Regions from separate parts of the Mus musculus genome. Here region 2 is linked to region 1. A link is a contact called in public HiChIP or PLAC-seq data. All regions are on one chromosome and are shown on one strand. The core of a region is the stretch at or near the end of the contact, and the rest is flanking DNA. Distances in the headings are between cores, read along the strand shown. Region 1 overlaps Enah (ENAH actin regulator). Region 2 has its middle 8.3 kb from the start of n-TSgct1.

What was found. HiChIP or PLAC-seq counts read pairs in DNA pulled down with a chosen protein or histone mark.
Region 2: an H3K27ac HiChIP or PLAC-seq map of embryonic stem cells shows a contact between it and region 1, with 6 read pairs. The contact joins two enhancer-like sites. A contact is called at or near these places in 2 of 115 datasets of contacts at active chromatin or transcription factors (both in embryonic stem cells) and 2 of 9 other capture datasets (adipose tissue and pancreatic islet).

Annotation. Positions count from the first base shown.
Region 1 is chr1:181,943,922-181,950,099 of GRCm38.p6, forward strand. The region is part of intron 3 of Enah (ENAH actin regulator); the gene reads right to left. Among named protein-coding and RNA genes, the nearest start is that of Gm33669, 69 kb to the left of the region's middle. Within about 2 kb of position 4,505, at least 7 of the 459 cell types and tissues checked have an H3K27ac peak or open chromatin away from gene starts, as enhancers often do. A contact at or near this core is called in embryonic stem cells, where this site is marked.
Region 2 is chr1:182,061,111-182,067,465 of GRCm38.p6, forward strand. No RefSeq gene overlaps it. Among named protein-coding and RNA genes, the nearest start is that of n-TSgct1, 8.3 kb to the left of the region's middle. Within about 2 kb of position 2,786, at least 20 of the 459 cell types and tissues checked have an H3K27ac peak or open chromatin away from gene starts, as enhancers often do. A contact at or near this core is called in embryonic stem cells, where this site is marked.

The sequences.
Region 1 (6,178 bases), core at 3,255-5,754:
CCCAAGGGAAGCATGTACCAGACCAGTCTAACAGAAAGCTGCTTCAAGGTTAGCTGGCAAATGTGCACCCCACCTTCTTCCTAGCCACTGGGAGACCCACTGGTGATCTTTCATCATCACTTATCTAGTCATACTTTCAAACTCGGGGTGTAAGAGCGAAAACTTTGGTTTGAGTTAAAAAAAAAAAAAAGATTAGGAAAATGTATCTAAACAAATCCCTCAGTGAAAATTTCTTTCTTCTTATATAGACAGCACTGGCATAACAAAGTACTTCAGTTGAGCATGGTGGTGCACACCTTTAATCAGCTATCGGGAGGCAAAGGCAGGTGGATCTCTATGATATCCAGGCCATCCTGGTCTACATGGTGAATTCCAGGACAGCCAGGGCTTTGTACAGAGACCCTATCCTGACTAGTTTTATGCCAACTAGACACAAGCTAGAGTTATCTGAAAGGAGGGAACCTCAGTTTTGAAAATACTTCTGTAATATACAGCTATAAGGTATTTATTTAATTAGTGGTTAATTGGGGGTGGGTCCAGCCCATTTTGGGTCGGGCCAACCCTGAGTAGGTGGTTCTGGGCTCTATAAGAAAGCAGGTTGAGCAGGCCATGTGGAGGAGGCCAGTAAGCAGCACCCCTCCATGGCCTCTGCCTCAGCTCCTGCCTCCAGGTTCCTAGCCCACTTGAACTCCTGCCTTGATGTCCTTCGGTTATGAATAGTGATAAACATCAAATAAGCCCTTCCCTTTCTAAGTAGCTTTGGTTATGATTTTCTCACAGTAAGAGTGACCCGATCTGAGACCTTATCTTAAAAAAGGCAAAAAAGCGCTAGGTGTGGTGCTTTAATCCCAGCACTCGGGAGGCAGAGGCAGGCGGATTTCTGAGGCCAGCCTGGTCTACAAAGTGAGTTCCAGGACAGACGGGGCTACAGAGAAACCCTGTCTGGAAAAAACAAAAAACAAACAAACAAACAAAAAAAGGCAAAAGCAAAAACAAAGACAAAGACCTGAACACGTTCAGAAAACACCACTCCTGTGTTTTTTCTTGTGAATCATCTTAGAAATTAAACTCACAGAAATAGCAAGTCTACCTCAGAAGAACCATTTTTAGTAACTTTACACAAATAGCATGCTACATTTGCTAAATCCATTTCCCAATCACCACTTTGTGCAGTATTTACACTGCCTTGCAGATATTTCCAGCCAAGTATTGTAGTCTCTGATGAAGTAAAAGACATATAAGACCAAGCTTTCAATCATTCCATTGTTCCTTTATTCCTCTAATATCCTGTAACACAGTATCTATGTACAAATACAAAAAAATCTGTCCACTGAGGCTTTTATTCTAAGACTATTAAATTTTAGGAATATTTTGGGAATTAATAAAGCATTACAACAATCTGTATATGAAATACAAACTTCAAAGATACTACCATTCGATATTTTAAAAACTGATTTAGGTATTTCTATCTTGTGTAGAGTATGAAAACAGTAATGCATGGTGTTAGCTGAGAGACAAGGTACTAATTAATGTGCATGTGAACATGTGTTCTGGATAGCCCTGGGGCTAACTATATTTGATGTTAATTCCCTTCTCCTGTGAGAGTCAGCACTTAGGTGATTTCCTGTAAACCTGCTTCCCACCTTAATTTGTAAAATAAAGGAGAGCTGATGAAGGGAAAGTGGAGGAAAAGTTGAGAGAGAGGAAGAGGAGGAGAAAATGAGAGAGGACACAGAGGAGGAGGAAGAAGAAAAGCGGAGCAGAAGCACATGGCCTGGAGAAACCGCAGGTTCTAAGGGGTCTCATAGATGTGGAAGATGGTAGTGTAGCGGTAGACCTGCCAATCTAGGCGCACAGCATGTAATCATATTAACTGAGTTGTGTTTTCATTTATATGCGTTGGAGATTTACCGCAACAAAATGATGCCCAACATATTGATTTGAACTCAACTAACCTGAGATGAAAATTCACTGTCCCCCAGCCCCTGAATGGGGCTTGGGCAGTGACCTAGGCTGCAGCAGGGTGGATTTGAAGCTGACTGGGTTTGAGGGGCCTACAGAGAACGAAAGGCATCTATGCCAGAAAGAACCTTTCTGTGTTTCCTTCCCTGTATCCTTCGCTCCCGAACCTGCCTCCTCTACCTCCAAACAGGGACAGAGACAACACATGTCTTTCTATATTCAGCTCCTGCCTGTGAATAAAGAATCAGGAAACAAAGGTACAAAAGGTTCCGGACCAGGTAATTTATTGATATAAAGAGAGAAATATAACTTTTTGATACTTAAAGATGGGAAATATTGCATGCAGTTCAGAACTAGATAGGGAATACTACTCACTAACTCCAAATACAGAGAGCAGAGATAATCACCTGCTATGGACAGGTATTAATTAATAGAAGTCTGTGGCTCCAGGTAGAGAGCATAACAGATAGATATTATAACAGGTATTAATTAAATAGAAGCCTGTGGTTCTAGGTAGAGAGCATAACAAATAGATGTAATAATAGGTATTAAATAAATGACTGTGGCTCCTGGTAGAGAGCTTAACAATTAAAAACTATCTGCTTCCTATAGGCAGATATTAGTGGAAGTTTGAACTAATTGCTTTAAAGATAGTATAAAGATATATTGCTCTAATAAGTCTTACAGGATCCTCATATTCTGTCTAACGTGGGCTCCATGGGACTTTTGAGATTAAATCCTGATTTGACAAGCTGCATCTTATAAGCACGTATAGATAGACGTGTGAATTGACTGTTTTAAAGGTGATATAATAAAGTCTGCAGGAGACTCATATGCTCTAACTTGGACTTCACAGGAATTTTGGGTTAATATCCTGACATGACAAATTAGAAAGGCCTAAATAGGCTAAAATGTGTGTGATTTTGAGTGTTGTAGTTGTTTTATTGTTCCTCTGGGACATAGGGCAAGCTACAGGTTTTCCTGGTTACCAGCTAAAGGATATGCTCATTTGGGGAAAAGGTTTTGTCTTTGTGTTTTTGGAAAAGGTGATTAAGGTATTACACCTTCCAGACTTATATGGATCAGATTTGATAGAAGGAGACCCCCTGAGAACTAGATTCCAGTGAATCAAACAAAAAGGTTATCTGGATAATACTAAAATTTTGTTTTGAGATTTATAGATTACAGAACATACAGCCTTGGTGAATTTCACTATCAGACATGCTGAACTGACCTGCCTGAACTCCTGATATCTTGGTTTTTCATCCGGATTCAGTCAGGACATAAACATCCGAGACTAATACAATCATTGGTGTGGCCAACGAATTTCCCCATTTTCCCTACCCTTCCCCCTCTCTTCAAAAATATTTCACCGCCCATGTTCATCTTGAAGTTATGAAGTCTTCGTCCCAGTTCCCGAGGCTTTGGTTATTACAGGTTGTCCTTGATGCTAAAAATTTTGAAGCACAGGGCTTAGACCCAGTCCTTCTATTGCTGTTATTGTAAACAGATCTGAGCTGTTTAAGCCTTGAGAGTAAAGGGCCAAATAGGAAATTCATGGCTCTGAGTTTATTGTTAGAGTGCTTTCAGTTATTTTAATTACAAATGGCTGAGAGTAGTTAACAGACAACAGTCTAGATTACTTTACATAGATAGTTGGTTTTCAAAAACATCAAAAGTCCACAAGTTTAATGTTATTTATTCACTTGTTGAGACCAGTCTGCTCCTAACAGTTTTCCCTGTCTTGGATTCAAAGACGAAACTGAGTATCTTTGAGTTACTCCAGTTGTGGTGAAACAGCCACTAGGCAAAAATTGCCTCATTTCATTTACAGACATAATACTGTCCAAAGAAAGGAAGGACACAATTACAGGTTAGGACATCCTGATTCTGCCGAGACAGTAGGCTAGTCCTTAATATTCCTGTTTCTCTAAGTCTGTCAGATGACCCTGGCCAGTAGGCTGAAGACGGATGCTCCAACTGCTGAAGTAAGGGACTGTCCAGGTGATCAGAGGTCTCTATGTATTGGCTACGTTTTGGAAGCTGTGTTAACCTCTCTATATATTTTCAGTTAATATCAGTCATTCTTGGATTTCTGATGGGGTTGAATAACTGCATAGTCTCCTAGCCAACCCAGGCTTTTTACTGTGAGAGGAACAGATTTGAGAGGATGGTGTTCAGATGGCATTCAATCTAAAGCCAAGACATAGCCAGGTACAGAACTATAGTCTTTTAAGTAAGGATAGATGGCATTAACAAAGATGTTAGGGTGTTAGGGCTCTTATACTTTATAAATTACAAAATGGTAATAGCTGTGTTTAATTATATCTGTGATAAAATAGTCTTTTAATTGGACAGAAAGGGGAATTGTTGTGGATAGCTCTAGGGCTAATTATATTTGATGTTAATTCCCTTCTCTGGTGTGGGGATGCATACGAGGGTGATTTCCTGTAAACCTGCTTCCCACCTTAATTTGTAAAATAAAGGAGAGCTGATGCATGGGCAGATAAAAGGAAAGTGGAGGGGAAGGTTGAGAGAGAGGACACAGAGGAGGAGGAAGTAGAAAAGCAGAGCAGAAGCACATGGCCTGGAGAAACCGCAAGTTCTAAGGGGTCTCATAGATGTGCAAGATGGTAGTGTAGTGCAATCTAGGCGCACAGCATGTACTCATATTAACTGAGTTGTGATTTGACTGCCAGGGCATATTTGCATTGGAGATTTACTGCAACATACATGGACAAGATATATATGCGTGTGTGTGTGTAAATCTTTTCAAAATTACAAGGTAAAATCCATAGGAAAGGTTTGGCTGGTGTTCTGAGCTGCAATTCCATCAAGGTAGAAATGGTTCCTGATCGTTCCTTAAATCAGTGTGAAGACAGAGGAGTCTATCATTATTCCCCCCCCCCCCACACACACACAGAGGGTTTCTCTGTGTAGCCCTGGCTGTCCTGGAACTCTCTTTGTAGAACAGGCTAGCCTCGAACTCAGAATCTGCCTTCCTCTGCTTCCCAAGTGCTGGGTTAAAAGGCGTGTGCCACCATGCCCGGCTGTTTATCTTTTTTTGTATCTCAAAGATATCAGACTTAATGGCATCCAGTAAAATGCTAATAAAAAAAAACCAACAAATATGTGCAGTTTTATGCTTGTGCAAGAAAAGCATCCAAATGGTCAATGACCTCTGCAGGCCAACAGCACTGCTACTGAAATTATGTGTAAGGCGAGTCTGGAGACAGTGCAGCTTCTGGCCAGATATGCAGACACACAAGGGTGTGATATGGGCTGCATGACACCAGATTACACTAACCTTTAAAGTCTATGGACTCCAGACTCACCACAAAAATAGTACCAGCCTCTTAATTTTCATAACCCCACTTCAGAGAAGTAGTTTTACAACTGTACTGGCTAGTTTTGTGTCAACTTGACACAGCTGGAGTTATCACAGAGAAAGGAGCTTCAGTTGAGGAAATGTCTCCATGAGATCCAACTGTAAGGCATTTTCTCATTTATTGATCAAGGGGGAAAGGCCCCTTGTGGGTGGGACCATCTCTGAGCTGGTAGTCTTGGTTCTATAAGAGAGCAGGCTGAGCAAGCCAGGGGAAGCAAGCCAGTAAAGAACATCCCTCCATTGCCTCTGCATCAGCTCCTGCTTCCTGACCTGCTTGAGTTCCAGTCCTGACTTCCTTTGGTGATGAACAGCAGTATGGAAGTGTAACCCGAATAAACCCTTTCCTCCCCAACTTGCTTCTTGGTCATGATGTTTGTGCAGGAACAGAAACCCTGACTAAGACAACAACCAAAGACTAACATGGTGCTCCCTAAAAATCAAACACGAATTCAGGAGACTTCATGAAAGAGGACGGAGAGAATGTAAGAGTGAGCACAAGGAGGATTGCTGGGATGCTGTCATCTGATCTGACATGCCCACTGCTCAGGAACTCACTGCAGCCATGGTTGCCTGTATAAGGCCAAGGCAACAAGACTGGACAACATCCCAGCTGGAAGCACTAACAGGACTCAACTGTCAAACTGAACAAAGAAACATGTCCATGTGATTTCAACAACACAGTTTTATGTTTTTATAAGCTCTGCTGTGGTTTGTCTGGATGCTGCATGTGTTGCAGGCTCCATAACACTGAGGGATAGCCTAGTAGGAAGCAGCTGGGAGTGTTGCCCTCAGAAGGGAGCCAGGGTCATCCATAGGAAGGCTTTTCTA
Region 2 (6,355 bases), core at 1,536-4,035, 120 kb after region 1:
AAATATCTGTTATTGTTACAACTTACAATATGCTTGGGAGAACAAGTTTATACAAAGTAAGGCAGGAAAAGGAGAAGGAGGAGGAAAAGAGGAGGAAGAGGAGGAAGAGGAGAAAAGGGGGGGGGGAATAGACCTGTGAGACAGCTTCATGGGTTACGGGGCTTACCAAGTCTAATAACCTGAGTTCTATTCCCAGGACCCACATGGTGGAAGGAGAGAACTGACTCCCACAAGTTGTCCTCTGACCTCCAGAGTCATTCTGTGCCACATGGCTGCCCCACCCACCTACATACACATGCACATGATTAAGATAAAATGCAGAGTTCATAGACCGGGCAGTCTGTGCACCTCAGTGACACAGCTTCTCAGTATCTTATCCTCAACATTTAAAAGAACCAATGACAAAAAGATCGATAAGAGATGGTTGTGATAACAGCAATCACTCGGACAGGACAGCAACAGAGGTGGACATCAAGCCTGATCTGAGAGCCCACGGAGGACAGTAGGCCATGTGCCCAAGGCAGGCTGAGGCCGGGTTCTGATCTCCGGGCAAGGAAGATATCTGCACAGCAGAGCTCGTATGTTCATGCCTGGTTCTTCCTTGGGAAAAAGTTGCAAGTTGGATGATCACAGAAGGAGGAATACACCTTCTTTTTTTTTTTAAGATTTATTTATTTTATTTATATGAGTACACTGTAGCTGTCTTCAGACACACCAGAAGAGTGTCCTTTCCCACCCCACCCCTGCAACCCCTGCTCACCACAGACCAGTAACCTTGGGAATACCTTGAACTCATGGATTCCCTGGAGACTGCGGGCACAGTGGTACAGCACCTACCTGCTACTCACCATGCCCTGCTCTTGGTCTCCAGTAAGACAAAGGAGAAAAGACTAGAAGGCCTCTCTGAAGGCTCGGCCTGGCTCTTCCCCCATTCTCTGATAGGACGTCCAGTCTGTGCCACGGAATTTAGGATTCAGATTATTTCGCCTTCGCGGCTCAGCATTATTTGGTGTGTGTTCATTTAGCCATGCCTCCTTCCCACTTGACGAGCAAGCTCTTGGTGACTGCTTCCCCAGCACAGAGCAGCGCCCAGGACAGGGCTATAAGAAACCTTGTCAGTGGTGAGGACCATAACTCTGGGACATCAATAAAGCTTAGGGGTTAGGGGAGTGTTGGACACAGGGCCTCGTCACTTGTGACCTTAGAGGGAGAGTGAAAACAATAAGCGACAGAGTCAGAAGTGTACTGGAGAATCTTGTTAAGAGCTTGTCAATCAAAACAGGGCAGGTACAGGAGGCCAGACAGGGGGTGGGAAGGGTGGGAGCGAGGGCTCAGTGATTAAGAGCATTTGCTGCTCTTCCAGAGGACTTGAATTCAGTTCCCAGCACCTACCTGATGGCTCACAACCATCTGTAACTCCAGTTTTAAAGGATCTGATGTCCTCTTCTGGCCTCTGAAGGCACCAGGCACATGCATGATGCACATTTATGCATGCAGCTGAAACATACATGTAAAGTAGAAATAAGTCAATAGAGAGGTGGTGTGACAATGAGCTCAAGATAGAAGAGGGCTGGGGATGTGGTAGGGCACACGTGTAGCCTGAGGGTGGTCCTTGTTCAATGCCCTGCACCAAAGATACACTCAAAAGTGGAGAAAGTCTGAGGCTGTAGGCTGTGGTAGATCTAGCCTAGCATACCTAAGAGTTAGGACCTACCTATTGTAAACAAAAAAAAAAAAACTGAGCCAAAAAAATGTAGCAGCGGACTGAGCTTGTGTGCCTGCATCCAGGAATCAGTGCATATGGTGAGGAAGCACTGTGGGCAGGAGGGGCTGGTTGGGGAATTAGAGTCTCCAAAGGCAAAGGATCTAGGGGCTCAACGGTAGGACCAACCTTGGCTCCAAGGTGAGATCCCGCCAGTCTTGGTCATTTAGTGCTGCTGCCACACAACACACCCAGACTGGGCAACAGTAAAGGCAAGAAATGTACTTCTCATGAGGTGTTGGCGCCTGTTAGGGGTCTTCTTGGCTGTATCACTCCTTGGCATAAGAGAGCCGGGCGTGGTGGCGCACGCCTTTAATCCCATCACTTGGGAGGCAGAGGCAGGCCGATTTCTGAGTTCAAGGCCAGCCTGGTCTACAAAGTGAGTTCCAGGACAGCCAGGGCTACACAGAGAAACCCTGTCTCGAGAAAAGAAAAAAAAAAAAAAAAAAAGGAAAAGGGGCCGGGCAGCGGTGGTGCACACCTTTAGTCCCAGCACTTGGGAGGCAGAGGCAGGCAGATTTCTGAGTTCAAGGCCAGCCTGGTCTACAGAGTGAGTTCCAGGATCTCCAGGGCTATACAGAGAAACCCTGTCTCAAAAACAAAAACAAAACAAAACAAAAGTGCCCCCCTCAACGTTGTATTGCTCCAGTGTAAAACTTTAACCAGGGGGAAGCATTCAGACAAATACTTTTCTGACAGATGAAGGTAGGAAGTGATTCAAAGATACTGAGCAGGTGGGGGAGGGAGCCGGTAGACTTGATATCAGGCTCTTCCTCAAGCTCCCAGCTCCTCTCACTGTCTTTGCTGACAGTGGAAGAACTTTGAGGGTGCCGAGAGGCCAGGATAATGGGCAACAGAGCCAGAGTGCCAGAATCAGTCCAGCGTGTACGTATCCAACACGTTCCCAATGCAGAGAAGCCTTAAAGATACAGTGACGGAGGGTCTGAGTCCTCTCCCAGAGCTTGTAGACTGGAGGAGGAGCCTGCACAGGCAGTGTTAAAATGGTGGTGAGTGTGGCTTGTGCTGAGTAGGAAATGAGTGGAACACAAAGGCCAGAAAGACTACTTCCGGTGGGGAAAGCCTCGCAGTGTGGCTGAGTGAGGAGAAGTGGTGTAGGTGAGAAAAGCTAGATCAGGCCTCTCTGGAGCACTCAGGTGTAGCCTGCAGGAAGGGAAGGCTTCCCGCAGGGCAGCCGGGAGGGAGGGAGGAAGGAAGGCCTGTGAGGAGAGTGTACAGACCTTATGGATGGAAAGAAGCAGAAGCTTAGAGACAGAACCAGACCGGGCTAGTTGGCTGCCGCAGCGGGCTTCAGTGACTGGCCAGGTGAGGCATGGATAGGAAGTGATGAGGGAGTCACTCAAAGGAGAATCGGTTTTCTGGAGGAAGATGACAAGGAGCTTATTTGAGCCTGTGGACCAGAGAGGCCTTTAGGGATGTAAATGGAAGACAAGGACCCCCAAAATGCCAGCACTTAGGAAGTATAAGCAGGAAGATCAGAAATCTATGGTCATCTTCAGTGACAGAGGGATTAAAGCCATCCCGGGACATATGAGACCTTGTCTAAAATGAAACAGAGGCGGGATAGGGGCACAAACCGGTCATCCCAGGACTTGAGAAGATCAGGAATACAAAGCCAGCTCCTGCTACATGAGCTGCCTGAGGCCAGCCTGGGCTACATGAGTCACAATCTCAAAAATAAATAGTCAAATAATAAATAAGTAGTAAGAGTGAGTCTGTCAATCTAGTGCCGAGAGGCCGGAAGGGCGCCTCGAGTCTCTAAAACCAGCTCAGACTGGGTAGTGAGTTACAGACCTGTCTGAAGAACGAGAGTCTGAGAGAGTGACAAGTGTGGGGGAGGGGGACACAAAGATGTTCTTAATTGTGTCGCTCTTGAAAAATAAAGACAAGAAAGTACACAATCCAGTCGGGTGAGGAGGGGCAGGAGCTGTAAAGTAAAGGTGAGAAGCAGACACAGGGAGGCCATCAGACAAAGAGTGGAGTGGCACAGGAAAGCCAGAGGAAGTAGCTCACTCAGCCTTGGAGGAAGAACGGTAGTCTAACCATTAGAAAACCTTTCTTAAGCCAGGCACAGTGCTTACTGGGGACAGGGGTGGGTGGGTAGAGGATGGAACTCAGTGCCTGGTGCATGCTAGGCAAGTGTGCCTGCTACAGAGGTATGCCTTTGCCCACCCATAAAGTAGATACAGTTGATATGTACATTTTTAAAAAGAAAATAATCTCTCTCTCTCTCTCCCTCTCTCTCTCTCCTCCACCCTTTTATTCTCCTACCTACCTTCCACCTCTCTCTCATACCCACACTCTGGAGAACTCATGAAAGCAAGCAAGGTCTCTCAAACTGGGCGCTTGCCAGTTTGGCTAGACTGGCCTGGGATCTTCCTCTCTGCCTCTGCAGAGCTGGGATCCTAGGCCACCAGGCCTGGCTTTTAACATAGGTCCTGGGAGATCTGGACTTAGGGTGCCTGTCTTCCTCAGCGACTGTGTTACTGACCAAGCCACCTTTCCAGCCCCACTGGGGACGGTTTTTAACTAATGTCTCCTCAATTGTCACGGCTGGTAAAGAAAAGGTCCCAGGGCTGGTGAGAGACTGAGCTGAGATTTGCAGGTGGATCTACAGGTTTGCTGACCAAGTGTGAAGTCTTGCACTCTGTGAAGAAGGAGAGACTGGTGGCGGTGGAGCGCCCACCAGAGAATTTAGCTGCCATTCTCAGCAGGACAAGCAGAATGATAGGCGAGCTCCTGACAGGGCCATACAGCAACTGGAGTGGCCAGGGAAGCTTCAGTTCTCCCCAGCGCTTGCCTTTCACACCTGAGCTTGGCCTGCATGGGAGAGGGGCTTCTGCATCGCTCAAGGAATTCCAGAATGGAAGGAAACCTCGGGTTCCCTGCCAATGGTAACGTTCATCCAAACAGCAGTCCTCCTGGGTCCTGGGAGAGTGTGGAGCCATGCCCATGGGAAGAGCAGTCTTGCAGGCTGCCAACCCACCCCCCACCCCCGCCACCCCACAGACAACTTTGTAATTTGTGTTTTCATTTTAGAACCTACCACGTCTCTGTGGTAAGACAGCTTTTGGTTCTGCAATGTTTCGTCTGGCCTATCATTCTCTTATTCATTTCAGAAATATCCCCTGAGAGTCACACGCAGTAAGCGCCCATTCGTTGTCCCTGCTAAGATGAAGTTAAGAGCTCATGGGCTTCAGTGGTGTTGCTGACTCCTGCATCCCTGGAGTCCAGCACATAATAGATGCTCAGTAAGGGGTGTTGGAGGCAGATGTGCGTTTACTGTGGAGGGTCTTGCTCTGCCCTCTCCACGGCTCTGTGTGTGTGTGTGTGTGTGTGTGTGTGTGTTGGCCGGGGAACTTATTGTGTGTTTTCATGGTTACAGGGCTCTGTAAAATTTTCAAAAGTAAATTTTTTACTAGCTGAAACCTCTTTTCCACTCTGAATTCCTCCTTCATCACTTTATCTATGCCAAGTGGCACAGAAACAGCCTTGGGAGCTTTGGGGATCCAGCTGATGTGAGGGACACATCCATGTGGTATGGGGACAGTTACATACAGGAGCCTAGCATGACCGCCCTCCAAAAGGCCCGACAAGCAGCTGAGAGAGTCAGGTGCAGATATTTACATCCAACCTATGGACAGAAGCTGGTGACCCCTGTGGTTGAATTAGGGAAAGGCTAGAAGAAGCTGAGGAAGTGGGCAACCCCATAGGAAAATGAGCAGTCTCAACTAACCTGGAGTCCCAAGATCTCTCAACCATCAACTAGACAGTATACACCAGCTGATATGAGGCCCCCGGCACATATACAGCAGAGGACTTCCGGGTCTGGCCTCAGTGAGAGGAGATGCACCTAACCAACCCCCAAGAGACTTGAGGCCTCAGGGAGTGGGGACATTCTCTTGTAGATGGGGGTGGATGTGGTAGTGGGGGGAGTGAGAGTGTGAGGAGAAGGGGGTATGGGATGTGGAAAAGTCAGAGGGCAGACCGGGAGGGTGATAAAGACTAGACTGTAAAAAAAAAGATTAAGTTCAAAAAAAAAAAAAAAAAAAAAGAAAGAAAGAAAAAGAAGAATGTAGAAAAGTTCTTCTTGGCTATCTCAGCATGGAAATGACGACCAGGGATAGTCCTGTTATGTGCCCTTACACTCACTGGGCAAGTCACAAACGTGCAAGGTCAGATGCTGTGTCACAGATGGGCATGTCTGAGGCTGCAGGCCCTGGCTGCTCACGGGCAGTCTTGAAACAACCAATAGCACAGGCACTGTAGGAGACAAGCTGCAGTCCTTAGCCGTCAGCTTGATGCCTGGATGAACCCAGAGTTTAGAAACAGTTGGCCTGGACTTCACTCTTTCTCTCAGGCATACAACAGAGCTTCAAAGCTTGTTCCTATTCCAGAGAATGCATGGAAACTTTCCAGGAAATGATACATATTCCTAAACGATGCTTTTGTGAGAACAGTTTGACCAGCCTTTCCAAAGGGCAGGCTGATCGTCAGAGCTCATGCATCAATCCAATTTGATTTTTTTTTCAAAGACCAGCCAGGTGTAGTGTGGGGGGTGTGCCTGGTCCCAGC